Linked DNA regions of Astyanax mexicanus: region 2 is linked to region 1. Evidence: chromatin contacts called from public Hi-C data. All regions are on one chromosome and are shown on one strand. Each heading gives the region's core, a stretch centred on a gene start, on an enhancer-like site or on the middle of the called end of the contact. The rest is flanking DNA. Distances are from core to core; before and after follow the strand shown.

Region 1 (5,453 bases), core at 1,434-3,933:
CTGCAATGTTATGTTTCAATGTTATATAAAACTACTGTTTTATATGTTGGTCTTTCAAAAGTAAAAAAGTAGTGAAACATTAAAAAAAGTTGTTTTTTATGAAAAACGAGTGAATTATCCTAATTGACCCATTACCTGTTAGAGATTAGGAACATTTGCATTAAATATTGATTATATTGATAATAATTAGCAGTGCATTTAGTCATGAAATATTCACACTGCTTGTTAGGATTTTGTTCAGATATCTTTTGGATAATTAAACATGCGACGGGTCAATATGACCCGGGAACACCATTGCTTGTTCTGACAAATGAACATTACAGGAGGGTTAATTATATTTTAGGATACATACATGTGAAATGAAAATAGCAAATCAGACTACTAAAGGTTATTTATTATAAGTATTGGTTATATTTGAGTAAACATTTATGTATTGTCTTAGTAGCATGATTTTAGAGATTTTAAACTCCTTCCTCCACTCTAACACATGCACTGCCACGGTACTACCACACCACTCAGGCTTACTTGAATCCCTCCAGCCACCATACCACACCACTATGAACACCCACATGACCCCAGTGTTCTGCATCTTAAAAAAAAAACAAAATATGGCCACCATAACTAACGCAATTAGGTCACTGGCAGAACACTGCTGATTAACCAAGATTATGAATAGCATGATTAGACAATACGTTTCTCTGAAAAAGCACCACGGGTGAAATGAGTGTGAAAGCCTGCCTGGGACAACAGCAGTTCACTTAGGACCTCCAGGCCCTGCAGAGGGAGGACTGCGTGTTAAAACACACACACACACACACAAACACACACACACACACTGCTTAGGCTGGCACAGTAGTGTGCAGGAGCACGTACTACTACTGCTCACTGTAGCCTGCAGCTGAACACTCACATTCACACACACACAATGTCACACACACACACACACACACACACACGCACGCACACACACACTCATGCTGACACACAATGGGAGGATAACTACCATTTGGGGATACGATACTGAACCGAAACCACTAAACCAAGAGCTAAATCACACAAAATTATGGGCCACAGATACACAGACCATTCACCCTCCTCCACCTCCTAGTACACACAGGCTCACACACACACACACACACACACACACACACACATTGATATGTTCTCTAGAGTGTATAGATGAGTGGCTTGTAAATCATATTTAAGCTGGTTGCGAAGAGAAAGAGAGAGAGAGAGAAAGAGAGAGAGAAAGAGGGAAACAAGATAGAGGAAAAAAGGTAATAAAAAAAGAGAAACAACATCTCAGAGAAAGTAAGGGTGAGAGAGAGAGCGAAAGAGAGAGAGAGAGGGAGGAGGATCAAGAAAGAGAAAAATAAGCTAATAAAAAAGAGAAACAACAGCTCTACTTCCCTTACTTCATATTTTGTATATTAACTTAAAATATAATTTGTTTAAATACAATAGGAAAGTGCCTAATACAAGCCCTGCTGGCTTTTTGTACTTTCCCTGTTATTCCCAGTTATTATTATTACTGCTTTTTTTTATTATGTTTTTTGATGACTGAAAGAGCGTGAAAGTGAGTGTATGGGCCACGTACTGAAACTAATCAAAGCTGTTATTTATGTTTATTTAATTATGTTAATTTTATTTTGTGGTTATTGGTATGAGAAGTTTTTACTGAATGAGACCATTTTTAGTTTGTGTAATATGTAGTTCATTAATATCTAGGCAAGTAAGTTTTCCCTATTTGTTAGTTCATTGTGTGGTACTGCAGTCTCAATGTAAACGGGTACTGTCTCTTTAAGAGAAACGCTATTGGGGGAAAGCAGTGATTAGCGTGCATGGAGAGAGTTTTGTTAAGAGCCATCAGCTGTGGAAGCACACGGTTTTCTTACCGTGGCCAGCGTTTTTTAACTGTACTGTACTTTTTAACTGTACTTTAACTGTACGTTTTTTAATTGTACTTGTGGAAACGTGGAAATAAAGTTTGTTTTTTCCTTTAAAACATCCTGTGGAGTGGAAAATGGATAATTATCTGACTCAACGACATGGCGCGAGTAAACCATTGCTTCACCTTAACTAAAGGATTTGCCTCTACAGTGAGAGAGTGATAGAGAAAGAGACAGAAAGTGAGAAATAGAGAGATAGAGACAGTTGGTTGTTAATCTTCTTGGCATCAGTGAAGGAGATGGTGAGGATTGAATGCAGGTGTTATTGGGGTCAAATGCAGGAGGTAAAGTGTGTGGGGATGTGTGTGTTGGCTGCAAATGTGTTAGAATGAGTGACATGTGACTAGTGTGCAAGATTATTAGTGTGTAAGTCTTAAAATTACAATATTATAATTTATATTAAGTATTTCTGGTATAATATTACACCCAATTAAAAAAACATTTATTGTGTCAAGCTAAACTAGAAGGGTTCAGTGGGTCTGATAGATCAAGTAAAAGCAGAGATATGGGGTTCAGAGATATGGTGATCTGATCTTTTTGAATAACTGGTCCAGTGGAGAGATGGGTGCCCCGAGTGGTCTCCTTAAATTGACCGTCATGGCTGCCCTGGGCGAGTGGATTAAGCACTAAAAGTTACTCTAGTCCATCACTATTAAAGCTCTTAGTTGGGAGGAAAGCTCTTCATTTGATCTGTGTGAAGGTGTCTCAGGCATGTCTTCTGGCTGGAGTTCCAAGTGGTCTGAGTTTTTTGGCGCCAACTCTTCCCCCGCAGTCTGCAGGCGGACCTTATGAGCGGCCAACTGATAAATGTACAGCTGACCTCCAGTGGAGGACTGTGCATGGTGCAATTGCCACAAACAGACATCGGATGCATCTTCATCCCAGTTTTGGAGAGGTTTGCCCTTTTATTGCACTTTTTGTTTATATCCACTATGCACATATGTATTGCATGCATTTAAATATCATATATTGGAAACATATTAGGTCTATAACAATGCTGCGTTCCATTTAAGCTCGGATGTCGGTTTTATTTCCTAGTTTCCAGATGAAAATTTTTAACTAGAACGCTCCTACATGTTGGAATTTCTACTAGGAGCCCCACCCACCACGAGTACCCCCATGTCAACAGTAGTAAAATATTTTTACTACTATAAATATTTTAGAGATTTTTATTAAATCTATCTATCTAATCTCCTTAGATCAATCACACACACAGTCCTGTCCTACTTCTACCTGTGGAGATGTTTCTATGTAGTTTAAATGTTCAAAATACATACTGCATAATGCATTGTAAGCAATGCTGACCTAGAGCAACTCGTGTCTGACATAAATTTCAATTTTAACATTTGAAATGTGAGTTTAAAGGAACCCAGCATAAGAATTCCCTTCCCTAGTTTTTCCCTCAAATTTTTATTATTTTTATTTCTAACTTTTTCATGTTTTTAGCTAGGCTGATTGTCCCAGTCATTTAGATGCTACTCAGCTCTATATCCCTGCTGCAGCATTACCAAGTAGCATCACAGCGCGTTTGGAGTAAAGTGCAGCGACTCCAATACATCAACTCACAGATGCCTTGTGCTGATCGACATCACCCTAGAAGTGATGAGGGAAGAGAGCGCCATCTACCCACCCAGAGAGAGCAAGGTCAATTGGGCTCTGGAAGCTGATGACAAGCTACATGAACAGGATTCGAACCAGCAATCTGGTGCTAGTAGTTGTTAAAACGTATGTGCAGTAGTGTATATTATGCTAGTGTATGTTGAGATCAGGCTAAATAATATAAAGACTATCAAAGTTTTAAATAAGTGTGCGTATATGTCACATGCTTTCAAAATGTCACAAATATATATAAACACTGACACGCCAAAGATCATGGGATAGCATTGTGTGAAAACTGATCCTGTAGTGTTGGGACTGCCCACACCTGTACTGTAGTTATAAAGTATTAAACATTAAACACGCATTAAACCTGAAAATTGGCATTACCAAGATCAGCGGAAAGTGAACAGTAATGATCATGACCAGCAATGTCTGGCTGGAACTGTCCATGTGAACACACATGCGCACACAAGCTTAATGCAAAAGAGCCCACATGTATGTCCTTCAGGCCAGTGCAGCATTTTTTAGCTTCTGTGGGACATGCCAAAAGTCATGGGACAGGATATTGTTTCTGCTCCATGATTTTTTGGCATGTCAGTGAATATTGTCAAGCTGTGTTAGTTAATGACTCTTATTAAGTGTATCTGGTACAGGGAATTATGACTATAAAAAGAAAGAAAAAGAAAGATCCAGTTAGATCAGCATGGAGCTATGAATGTTGCAAGTATACTTTTCTCCTCTCCTTCTTTCTCTCTCTCTCTCTACAGCTCTCTCTTCCTCTCTTTTTCTCTAACATGCACAAACAGAGCTGTTTTGGCAGTCACATCATATTGCTCTGAGGAAGAGCATCACACCTGTTCATTAAACCTGAAAATCTGCAGCATAAATAAAGCAGTGCCCACTCAATAAACTCTGACTCCAGGGGTCAGAGCAGGTCAGCTGATGTGGATTAGAGATTAGAACTGTTCAGTGAGTCATCGCTGGCTCTTCCTGAACCCCCCCCCCCCCCCCCCCTCTCCTCCTCTTCCTCCTCCTCCTTCACAAAGTTATATACTATACCCTCCTATCCCGCCTGCCCTGGAGCTTTGGAGCCCATTCAAAACCAATACAGCTCTGAGAGCATAAACACAGCTTCAGGCAGATGATGACGTAGCGGCTCAGATCATACGTTTTTTAGAAGTCAAAAACACCAAAGCGTGCTCCAACAAAACCGCCATTTGCACGGAAGCAAAAGGGCCCAAATATTAAGCAGAAAGTGGTCTATGAAGAGAGAGAGAGAGCGAGAGAGCGAGAGAGAGAGAAAGAGGAGTTCATTGAAAACATTAAAGAGCAGTGCAGTAACACAAATAAACCAACCACACAATTAGAGCTAAGCTTTCGGTTTCCTCTCACTTAAACAAACAGAGAAATCGGCAGCAGAACAGACATAATTACTCAATTCCTTTTCTTCAAAGTTTACACGGATTGTTAAACCTCTTTCCACCTCTTTCTGCCTTCGCTGAGACCTCTTGGACCGAGGCCTCTTCAACAACACGAGGGAAGCCAAAGCAGCAGCAGCAGCAGAGTGAACTAAATCCCTCACTCTCTCTCTCTGAAAAATCACAGACATCCCAACTTCGAATGCTTCTTCTCAAAAAAGATCTGCAGTAAAGGATGTGCCGAATCTCTTCTGCTCTCTGTATGGGATGTTTATATGAACGTATATAATTTTTATGGTGATGGATTATCTGTCTTGGGGTTTACGCGTGTCTCAGTGGGCTTGTATGGACAGCACGGACTGTGAAAACTAACTTCCTCCTGGAGGACAATGAAGAATCTATCTACCTAGAAGTGAAACATGACTGAAACAGTTCTAACCTCATACTTTGGCTCCAGAGTGCAGCAGATTTCTTAATGAATGGTGTA
Region 2 (5,453 bases), core at 2,139-4,638, 67 kb before region 1:
CCTAAAATGTGAAAAAATATTTGTTTGTCTTTTGAAAATCCGTTCATTGAAACAGAAACAGGCTTTTTGATGAGGGGTACCCAAACTTTTGCATGCTACTTTATGTGGATTAGGACAAAGTAGCATTTAAGTGGAAGCATGTCAGTCATAGCAGCATTTAAGGATTTAAAGCACAGAGTCAGTGATGTTTAAGTGCATTTATGACAGCACATAAACCATGTTCATTCTTAAAACACTGTAAAAAAAAGTAGTTACATAAAATTACATTAGACATTGTGTGAAAATGTGTAAACACTGAAACAATATAGAGTAATGACTCTTTTTTTTATGTTTGAAGACATCTCCAGCGGTGTAGAATGGATGGAATCCTTAAACAAAGCTAGAAAAGGGTTCATAACAACGTTTTTAGCTTTAAAAAAAATCAATAACAAGGAGTGAGTGTTGTATATCCAGCCCTAGCCACTAGATGTCAGTGAAAGTATTTGTGTTGACGGTTTCCAGATCAAAATGTTTCTGGAGTGAGGTGAAGAGAGCAAAATCATGAATTATATTATTTACAAAAAAGAAAATAAATTTAATACAAATCAAGAAAGCTTTGATTAATATTTATATATAACTTAGATAGGATGAATTTAATAAGTTTGCTGTTGCTAGTTCACTTTGAAAAAAGACAGTCAGTCACTTAACCCTTTCAGACACATTCCTTTCAAAATGTCAGATTTAGTCATTAAATTATAACAAATCATTAAATTAAAACAGATTTGGGGTTCAAATCTGTTTTAGAGAAATGCCTGTCGAGAAATGCCTGTGTATAGCGTGTCTATTAGTAGTGGCTCAGTTTGTGAATTACATTCCTGGCTGTAGGGGAAACTTAATGCTGCTTTAATATTTGTGTTGTAGTTTATTTTTAAAATATATGTTTAGTGTTTTTAATGTCCTCTAGGCCTAATTGTACTATGATTGGCTCATTTTTTACCTTTGCCCATGCTCTTGCACTTGCTCAAAATATTTAAAGAAGTTAAAGGCCCAGTCACCAACTTGGCTTTAAAGACGGTTGCCTATAAACAACCACAGCTTTACCAGTTTTACAAGTAATGTCGCTTGTGTTAACCATTAGAGTCGTTACATGTCTTGTTCATTAAGTCACATACTGGCTTATTCCTACACCAACCATCAGGTTTCGCAACAGCAGTTACCCATTATTGATATGCATTATTAGATTTCATAATTGCCTCGTTTGTCATTAAACTGATTCTCAACTGTTGTGGTTGTTTTTACAGCTCTTATTAATATGTCACTTTTGTTGTGATTTATGTGAATAACACCATATTTAAAAGTGTACATAATCAATGTTGCACACAATATAATATATATTTTGTTATTTTGTACTATATAGGAGATTTATTCTGTCAGTATTATTGGAAGGCATCCCTCATATAATTGCACGTTTTAACTATACCTGCTCTTGTTGCATTTTGTTACATTTTGCACTGCAAACATTTTAACAGTTATTTATTTATTAATTTATTTTATAATTTCATCTTGAGTTGGATGTGTGTAAGTACTATAGTAGTAGTCAGTTTTGCCATTAAAACGTATTAGCATTACAATGTAATAAATATAAGATAATTTTAGTAACAATTAAAAAAATACAAGAAGCCACAACAAAACACTCTTTCACACATTCACCCAGACTCAGCACACCAAGAATAGAAAAGGATGAGCTCATATGATGAGATATTTCAACACTGTGACCTTCTGAAATTCATGCAGGCTGTTTCTAGGGAGTAAAAAAAACTGCAACGCCAAAGAAAGGCTACTGATATGACTCGGGATCTGAACTACTTACTGATAGTTACAAAGTCTACCAGAGATAAGCTAGTTGCCAACCATGACCTCACTGTTGGCAATAAAAAGTAATGAGTTTTATACACTGAGCATGGCAGAAAAAAAACCTCATTAAACCAGGACTTTTCAAAGCAACAAACAGAGAAAATGAACATTTAATGTAGTCTGCTGGAGTCCGTCATGCAATTGCAAATGCCTCTCTACTGGACATGTAGTTATTTACGTATGGGGTACACTGCTTCATGTGCTTGTACAGTTTTGATAATTTATGATTTGCATGTTTTATTTTTTTTTGTTATTTTTGTTTTAAATGTTACAAATTCTAAAGTTTTCTTTTTACTGGTAATAATTTAATTTTGGTATTTACATTCTTGTGTAAACATTTTGGCAACACCTTTCTGAACTTCCATCAACATTACTGGCAGGTTTTTTTTTATTTTTTTTTACATTTTTTGTTTATTTTATGACTGCAGATTTCATGTGCTTTAAGGTTTGCTGACAAAACTGTTCATTAGTATTCAAATTCACGCTGTGATTTTTGCATGGTTGTTTATATAAAATTAACTTCCCTTTACTTTTTTGAATATTGATGCCAAATTTAAAATTGAATTATATATAATTTAGAACTATTTTTTATTGAATGTAAAACATTTATTTACAGCATTTTAATTGTTAAAATGGATGGAACAGAATAGAACAGACCTGCAGAAGCAAAAAAAAAAAAGAAAAAGAAAAGAAAATTAAGGAGCGACTTCTTATCGTTAAAAATTTAAACCCTATCCAGATAAATCTTTCCATCAGGATAGAGTGAATTTATTTAATTGTGGTTGGATGAAAAGTATAAACATATACCATTACAACACCCTTTTGTGTTTATACAATCCATCACACCTGCACATCACGCCCACACTCCAGCAACAACATAGCAGACGTATGTAGCCAAGTATGAAGGTGATCTGTGCAGAGACTCAAGAGAACTTGAGTGAAATATCCCAGTTAAGCTTATTTGATATATTTACATTGTACTAAAATGCAGTAATTTTTGATTAGCATATTTTGAAGCTGAAACAGGTAGGGAGCCTAGTCCATTAACATTTTAATATAACATTATAGTCATTATGGCTTTTAGAAATATGTGTTTTGAAAATAGGACCCTGTGGCTCAGTCTAAGCTTTTGTAATCAATTAAATTTTTTCCCCTTTACATAACCTTTACTTTTATATTTTAAGTAATTTAAAAAACAGTACTTTATACTTTTACTTAAAAAAGTAAAAAGCTTGAGTTTATACTTTAACTATTAAGGTATTTTTTTAACTCTAGTATACTTCTATGTACAGAGTAATGAGTGTGAATAATTTTCACACCTTTGTGTAAAAAAAGTCTGCGTGCAGAAGCCGTAACTCCCCGTGACCTCTGTAGTGCACTATATAGGGAGTGACTGCAGGGCGCCATTTGAGATCCTGCCCTCGGTTCCTTTTAAGAGATGGGCGGCGCCCGCGGAGCTGCACCAATGAAAAGCGCTGTGTTTAAATAGCCATCGCTGTCAGAGAGCCTCTTCTTTTCACTTGCTGTGCTCGCGATCGCCATATTGGGCGCTCGAATGACTGTGCCTGGTTTTCTCTCGGATTTACTACGAGACGGAGCAGATAGGAGTGTCTTGTTCTGCGCTGCGCATTTTTACCCTACGTTTTCTTGCGTGTGCGCGCGCACCAGCTGCTCTCGTTTTTCCAACGTTTTCGCTTCTTTTTCTTTACTGTCGTTTTAAATGCTCTTTTTTTGGATGCGCGCTTTTCTTCTTCAGCGTATTTGCGAATCGCTCGGCTCTGACGGGAGGAGCGTTACGGTTACGCGTTAAATTGCTAGTTAGTCGTCTTGTGTTTGCCTTCATAGTTCGCGCGAGCGCACGGACTTGTGCAGCTGCTGCTGCTGTTGTTGTTTTTGTTGAATCATTCTATACTCGTTCAGTTCGCATTTAGTTTCTGGGACCCAGTTTTTTAATGTAGAAAAAATGTCCGATGTGCGCCTGTCTAACGGAAGCCCCCCGCTGGAGAGGGTGGACGCGAGGCTCGCGGACCACACGAGGCTCCCGGTGCGCAGGAACCTGTTTGGCGGCGGAGCTGCACCGGACTCGGCGGAGTTCCGGCGGGACTGCACCGAGCAGCTGCGGGAGCAGGAGCGCGCTTTGCGGGACAAGTACAACTTCGACTTCGCGCGGGACGAGCCGCTCGCCCCCGGGCAGTTTGTGTGGGAGGCGATGGACGGGAGGAGTGTGCCGGACTTTTACAGCAGGCCGCCGCGCGGATCAGAGCCCGGGCGGAGCGGACGGAGAGCTCCGAGGCGCAGCAGCCCGAGCCCGAGTCCGAGTCCGCCTAACCAGAGCGAGGAGGACGTAGACGGAGGCGGTGGCAGTGATGGAGGTGGAGGTGGTGGAGGTGCGGGAGTGCGCACGGAGCGCACGGCTGCGCGCTCGGACTGCAGGGGGGTAACGAGGAAAAGACGCTCCACGGAGCAGCAGGGTAATCAAAACTAACTAATCTAAAGCTAGCCAAATAATTATTTTATAAACGGGCATAAAAAAAATGGTTATACAGTTAGTATATGCGAGGGGGAGTTACCTTAATAGAAAACAACACGTTTTTCTTTTGTTATGTTGCATCACTTAATGTTGATAATTGAAATAATAACCTACAACCTTTAACCAACCTTAATTTAACATTCTCTCATATCGGTTAGCGTTGAAGTTCGAACACTTAATCAATTACACTTAATGCTTTTATGTACAAAAATATATTTGTTACTATTTAAATGTCCCATTCTGCAATACTAGAACACAGGACAAGCTATAGGAATTCTTCTATAAAAATAAAATACACATATACACATTCAATATAAGTAAAGTTAAAGAGAAACAACAATATTGAATGCAAAACAAACAAAAAAAAAATCGAAAACTCTTTTTGCTACATTAATGTCTACAGCTATTGGACTTAGCAGGCTATACGTGCCACACGTTGTCTATGTAGATGAACTGCTGTTAAAAACAAACAAAAGCAAAAAATTAAATGAAATAATAATAATTAAAGCTTGCAGGCATTTTGCATGCCATTGCTGCCTCTACTTTTTGCAACTAAAAAAGGAGGGAAAAAAGAGTAAGGGGAAAACATTGCGTGTACCATGCGCCTTAACACATGCACTAAGTTACTCTGCATTCAGCTAGCTAACTACTTTTTAAACCAAAACACTTGCCATTTAAAAGCAGCTGTTATTTTGATAAACGCAATAGTGCACGTGCCAGACAGAGAGCTAATTGCATTTCTCCCTCCTCTTAAAATCAGATGGAGCCAGTCAGAGTAAAAGAGTGAACGGGAACAGTGATGCGGAGGAAGCCAACCACTGTCCACCAGAGCAGACCCCCAGAAAATCACCTCCTCCCAACACGTAAAAGCGAGGCCCTGTGGGAGCAAAGGTGAGTAACGTTACTTACTATCTGTTTACGCACTAAGCTGCTGTGCGCAAATAATCACTGAACACTGCAGCACATCTGTGCTGTAACTGTAGTGTAGTGTAGTATACCTATCGCCACAGACAGTCATTTCAAAATGCTT

Evidence for each region. A called contact is a pair of places that touch in the nucleus more often than the background predicts.
Region 2: a Hi-C map of muscle shows a contact between it and region 1, with 20 times the contacts expected there. The contact joins the promoter of cdkn1ba here to the enhancer-like site in region 1. A contact is called at or near these places in 2 of 3 Hi-C or Micro-C datasets (both in muscle).

Annotation. Positions count from the first base shown.
Region 1 is chr2:12,027,416-12,032,868 of AstMex3_surface, reverse strand. The region is part of intron 1 of LOC125792704 (a long non-coding RNA gene); the gene reads right to left. Among protein-coding and RNA genes, the nearest start is that of LOC125792704, 24 kb to the right of the region's middle. Within about 2 kb of position 2,683, the one cell type or tissue checked has an H3K27ac peak away from gene starts, as active enhancers do.
Region 2 is chr2:12,094,705-12,100,157 of AstMex3_surface, reverse strand. It overlaps cdkn1ba (cyclin-dependent kinase inhibitor 1Ba), which reads left to right and starts at 3,388. Exons shown (of 3, transcript XM_007232275.4): 1 at 3,388-4,364; 2 at 5,184-5,314. The coding sequence starts at 3,857. The coding sequence ends at 5,290. cdpf1 (cysteine rich DPF motif domain containing 1) reads left to right here. Exons shown (of 4, transcript XM_007232276.4): 4 at 1-1,264.